Linked DNA regions of Sus scrofa: region 1 is linked to region 2. Evidence: chromatin contacts called from public HiChIP or PLAC-seq data. All regions are on one chromosome and are shown on one strand. The core of a region is the stretch at or near the end of the contact, and the rest is flanking DNA. Distances in the headings are between cores, read along the strand shown.

Region 1 (2,790 bases), core at 31-2,530, 110 kb before region 2:
TCTATAAAAATAACAGAATGAAATCTTTCTCATACCTCCTTCTTCTAATAATACAGAGTTTGGGATCACTATGCCAGAGATATGATTTTTTTTCCCCATAATTTGCATGATCTGTAAGGGTAGTATATCAGACAATGATTTCTAGGAACTTACGCCAAAATCACCAAAAAAATGAGTTTCTAAGTACACTCAGATTTGCCACTATGTCATTCAATTTAAGTCAATTCAATGAACATTAACTACATCTCGACAGTATGCCTGGCACTTTGATAAATGATGGAAAGATAGCTGATACGCAGAGCCTATATTTACCCAGAAAGAGACATTAGCAGAATCTAGTACAGAAAGCGGCCAGTTAAAATAACCTCTGCCATCTGTCTAACAGGCACAGAACCAGAGATTGAGGGTACAAAAGGGGTCAGCTTTCCCTGGAAGCTCATCTTCCCAGAAAAGGTGACATTGGAGTGGCATCTTGAAATGTTGAATAGAAACAAACAAGGGGGAGTTCCCTGGTGGTTCTGTGGGTAAAGGATCTGACAGTAGTCACTCAGTTTCGATTCCTGGCCAGGAACTTCTACCAGCTGCAGGAATGTTCCCGCCTAAGAGAGAGAAAGAGAGAAACAAGGGGGTGACATGCTGGTGGACAAGCCACTGTGGGCTGTGGGTCCACCTGTGAAAAGGCACAAAGATTCAGAGCAGAGGGTTTGTCGAACTGCCAGGCTGATAGGACTGGAACGCAGGTTGTGTTAGTAGGAAAGAGTGAAGGAGGAGATGAGATCAGGCGATGGAAGTCAGATGTAGAAGATGCTCTAACCCAAATCTTCTGTAAGGCAGGAAAGTTGTAGGTCAAAAGCACGAAGGCAGCCAGCTGGTGGAGAGAACAGGAGGTGAATGTAAAATTCAGTCCTGGGGTTATGTTAACATCTTAATAGATTTCCTTACAGGTGCCATTTAGAAATTATTTCCTCCATTTTTATAGTATGATTGATTGAAAATTAAAGAGCCAAAGGTTTTAAAGAGCCAAATCCTGCACAAGGATTTTATGAAATAAAAAGAGCTCCCAGAAAAGGAGGCATCAAACAAAAACTAACAGAAATGAGGACGTAAGACTTTTACTTCCATTTGGAGCTGGGGGAAACACACACACACACACACACACACACACACACACACACACACACACACACACACACACACACACACACAGACACACTGCCTTACATCTAGGCCATGGCTTCCAAACTGCTACTTAAAAGACACAGAAACTCTTAATGGAACAACTAATCGCTACAGCCAGAAGGGCACATCAATCAAAGTAACTTTCCCCGGTAGATTTTTCCATTGCTCTGTCATAGCCTTTTTTTTCACCCGAGGACTAACTGAAAGTTTTATTAGCATTAGCATAATATCTAAATACCTGAAATTTAGCTGGAAAGACATTAACTGAGACAGTTTCGTCAGCATGATGATTACCAGTGTTTATGGAGTCAAACACTAGATCTTAAACACTGAGCTTTTGTCCTTGGTTACAATACATTCAGTACTGCAGGAAAAGATGATATAGTTGTGGCTATTTTTGTCCTTTTTTGAGGGTACTATTTTCTCCCTTTCAGTTAACAGTTGTTGAAAATAGCAATGTTTGTCTTCCTTCACTTCAGATGAAGGTCCCATATCTCTAATTGGATGTCCTGCCTCCTCTGGAACCCTCAGCAGAAACTCTCAGGACCATGCACTGAAGGGTTTTGTTTTGTTTTGTTTTTTCTTTTTAGGACCGCGTGTGCAGCATATGGAGGTTCCCAGGCTGGGGGTTGAATCAGAGCTTAGCCACTGTTCTAGACCACAGCCACAGCAACACCAGATCCAAGCTACATCTGCAACCTACACCACAGCTCATGGCAAGGCTGGATCCTTAACACACTGAGCAAGGCCAGGGACAGAACCTGCGTCCTCATCGATATTAGTTGGGTTCATTTCCTCTGAGCCACAACAGAACTCCCAAGGCTCCCAACCATGCATTGTAGTTTTGTGGACGGATCAGAAAGTGCCCAGAAGAGTCCATTATGATGCCAGACATTTATGTCTTTAGGGAAAGCAGTTGTATTTTCCATGTAATTCCACATGTAGCACTTTAGAGCCCAGATGTCCTGAGGGATCGTGCATTCCAACTCTTCATTTTGTAGATTAAGAACATTTCAATAAGGAGTTCTTGTTGTGGCTCAGCTGGTTATGAACCCAACTAATATCCATGAGGATGCGTGTTTGATCCCTGGCCTCGCTCGGTGGGTTAAGGATCTGGCCTTGCTAGGAGCTGTGGTGTAGGTTGCAGACATGGCTTGGATACCTCGTTGCTGTGGGTGTGGCAGCTGCCGCTCCCGTTGGACCCCAAGCCTGGGAACTTCTTTGGCACTAAAAAGAAAAAAAAATGTTTCAGTTAGATTCCATTTTCTCTGATCAGACTGGCAGGATATAAGAAGATATATGATATTCGATGTTGGTTAAGGGGTGCAGGAGAATCAGTCTCATACTTGATTAGGGGAAACATTAAATGGTGTGTTTTTGGAGCAGTTTGGCACTACATATACAAATTGAAAATTTACATAACTTTTTGGCTTATTTTTTAAAAGATAGCCTAAAGGAACTTAGTACACACACTTGAAAATATATGTACCAATGTGCTGGTTCTCGGATTTTTTTTTTTTTTTGTCTTTTTAGGGCCACACCCACAGCATATGAAAGTTCCTAGGCCAAGGGCTGAATCAGAGCTACAGCTGCTGGCCTACACCACAGCCA
Region 2 (2,781 bases), core at 57-2,556:
ACAGCATATGGAAGTTCCCAGGCTAGGGGTTGAATCAGAGCTACAGCTGCCGGCCTATGCCACAGCCACAGCCAATTGGATCTGAGCTGCATCTATGACCTACACCACAGTTGACAGCAATGCCGGATCCCTGACCCACTGAGGGAGGTCAGGGATCAAACGCACATCCTGGAGTTCCCGTCGTGGCGCAGTGGTTAACGAATCCGACTAGGAACCATGAGCTTGCGGGTTCGGTCCCTGCCCTTGCTCAGTGGGTTAACGATCCGGCATTGCTGTGAGCTGTGGTGTAGGTTGCAGACGCGGCTCAGATCCTGCGTTGCTGTGGCTCTGGCGTAGGCTGGTGGCTACAGCTCCGATTAGACCCCTAGCCTGGGAACCTCCATATGCCATGGGAGCAGCCCAAAGAAATAGCAAAAAGACAAAAAAAAAAAACAAAACAAAACAAAACAAAAACAAAAAAAAAAAAAAAAAACCGCACATCCTCATGGATACTTATCAGATTCATTTCCACTTCACCACAATGAGAACGCCTGCGTTTCCACTTTGTATTCAAGGCTGTGCACATGTTGCATGTGTGTTTTGGTTGGCTGTGGTGTTTGGGTTATAATAAGGAATCATAGTCCCCTTCATTTAGCGAGGGGTGTGTGTGTATGCATGTGTGTTCCTGTGTGTAAATGTGTGTGTAGGAAGCTGCTCTTAAGAACTGGATAAGCTTTCATTAGGTGATGGGGCTTCTTACTCACTGAAAGGACACTTGGAGCACAGCCATAATGCATCTCTTTTATTCAGAAATAGTAGTAGTCAATAAGGACAGATTAATGTCATTTAAGCGCAAAAAACAAAAAAAAACAAGTAATAAACACCCATTGCCTTAATTTAGGGTCAAAAGAAATAAACTTGAGCTTCAGGAAAGTGGAGTTGGTAGGACAGGAGGGAATTTCTCGAACAGGGCCTCACCTTGGCCTGTTTTTGAAGACGTCTCCTAAAAGTGTCTATAAACCTCGCTGAGTCTTGCCTTTGTCTTATCTAAAAGGGGTGATTAAAGTTTGTCCAGGATTCAAGCTTTCTCTCCCCAGAGATACTAGGTTTGAATGGCAGAATTGGCCTGAATGGCAAGTTCACATTCTTTCAGCTCACAAAGTTCTCCTTAGGATGTTACAGACAGGGCTGGTGAGGAAGAGTCACCGGTGAGTGAGAAATCATGTTTCTGCTCTCGCACCAAAGGCATGAGCTGAGTCAGGACCTCTTTATCCAGAGGGCGAAGGGCTCTCTCTGTCCTGCCCGGCTTCAGAGTCCCTCAGGTGCTGGACGGAGTCCCAGGGTCCCTCCTGGACAGCGTGCTCCGTGCAGCCATTGCCTTCTGAGGGGAGCCAAGGACACAATGGGCTGCAAGCTGATCCCTCCACCCCCCACCCCCATGACTCATTGGATGTTCCTGTCACTGCGGTCTCAGCACGGCCCCTAGGACTGTCCTCTAGGTCAGATGCTTGGCTTCACTTACAGGTCCATCACCACTTAAAAATAATGCACTCCGGGGACCTGGCCAAGAAAACGAAGGGAGAATAAAGTTAGCCCGAGGCGTTGAGAAGACAGAATTTCTCTCTGTTAAGAAATCTGTCGACTAGCAAGAGTTTTACAAATTCTTCTCTTGATCTGTCAGAGGATGGTGAACATGTGTGTGATAGTGACGATGAACAAAACCCTGAAATGCCCTCTGCCAGTTCTCCATCAGATCTTTTTTTTTTTTAAATCATTATCTATTTGGAGTTTCCTGGTGGTTCAACAGGTTAAGGACCTAGTGTTGTCACTGCTGTGGTGAGGGTTGGTTTGCTCCCTGGCCCCACAATGTCCACATGCCATGGGCATGGCCAACAAAAAATTACCTGTTTAATTTGAGCCCGTGTCCACGTTTCTTCATGCCATCTGGGAAAGTTAATCTTTGTTTTCCCTTCTGATAGTGAACTGGACTATCACGACGCCGTCAATGTCAACGACCGGTGCCAGAAAATCTGTGACCAGTGGGACAGGCTGGGGACGCTTACTCAGAAGAGAAGAGAGGCCCTGGAGGTGGGTCCCCCACCTCTACCCCGCCGCCCCTGCTAGCGTGAAATCTTTTTGAGGCTCTTTCGTGAAGTCAGTGTTACTGGACTTTCTGTTTTTCTGGGGCATGGGGTGTATAAAACAAAACAGGTGGTCTAGTGAAAGGCACGTCTACAGAGAATAGGAAACGTGGGAGAAAGAGGGAACTAGAAAGTTGGTAGTTTTGTCCTGTAATTTATCCATGCAGCAGTGATGGCTAAATTAAAAAGTTTTGAGTTAAAAAGCCAACATCCAGGAGTGATAAGATTACAATGTAAACCTATTTGGTATTCGGTGGTAATCACAGGGCTTTTCTCAAAGTCCTTCTATGAGACGCATCTGAGTGAGTAAACTAGGAGGAACTGAAGTTGAGATGTATGTAGGGAAAAGGGTAGCACAGGTTGAAGTAAGGAAAAGTGAATCTGAGACAGAAGCAGGAGGCATTTGGTCTTATTCAAGTATATGACTTGGATAAACAGCAGTAAGTGTCGGGTTTTTAGCTGAACCTGATTCTCTCTCACTGCAGAAGACTCAGACGGTGCAAAGCAAAGAAGCAGTTATCAGTCTTCTGAGTCTTCTCATGACAATGAAAAATGTTAATATATGTGATATCAGGCTTCCTAGAGGCCAACCAGCTGTTGACATACTCACCCAAACAAAAACATTGAGGATTTCCCACTGTGGCGCAGTGGATTAAGAATC

What was found. HiChIP or PLAC-seq counts read pairs in DNA pulled down with a chosen protein or histone mark.
Region 1: an H3K27ac HiChIP or PLAC-seq map of skeletal muscle shows a contact between it and region 2. The contact joins two enhancer-like sites. A contact is called at or near these places in 2 of 47 Hi-C or Micro-C datasets (fetal heart ventricle and skeletal muscle) and 1 of 2 datasets of contacts at active chromatin or transcription factors (skeletal muscle).

Annotation. Positions count from the first base shown.
Region 1 is chr14:54,800,756-54,803,545 of Sscrofa11.1, reverse strand. No RefSeq gene overlaps it. Among named protein-coding and RNA genes, the nearest start is that of HEATR1, 19 kb to the left of the region's middle. Within about 2 kb of position 1,280, at least 1 of the 83 cell types and tissues checked has an H3K27ac peak or open chromatin away from gene starts, as enhancers often do. A contact at or near this core is called in skeletal muscle, where this site is marked.
Region 2 is chr14:54,687,101-54,689,881 of Sscrofa11.1, reverse strand. ACTN2 (actinin alpha 2) reads left to right here. Exons shown (of 21, transcript NM_001243666.1): 13 at 1,959-2,067. Among named protein-coding and RNA genes, the nearest start is that of MTR, 36 kb to the right of the region's middle. Within about 2 kb of position 1,306, at least 4 of the 83 cell types and tissues checked have an H3K27ac peak or open chromatin away from gene starts, as enhancers often do. A contact at or near this core is called in skeletal muscle, where this site is marked.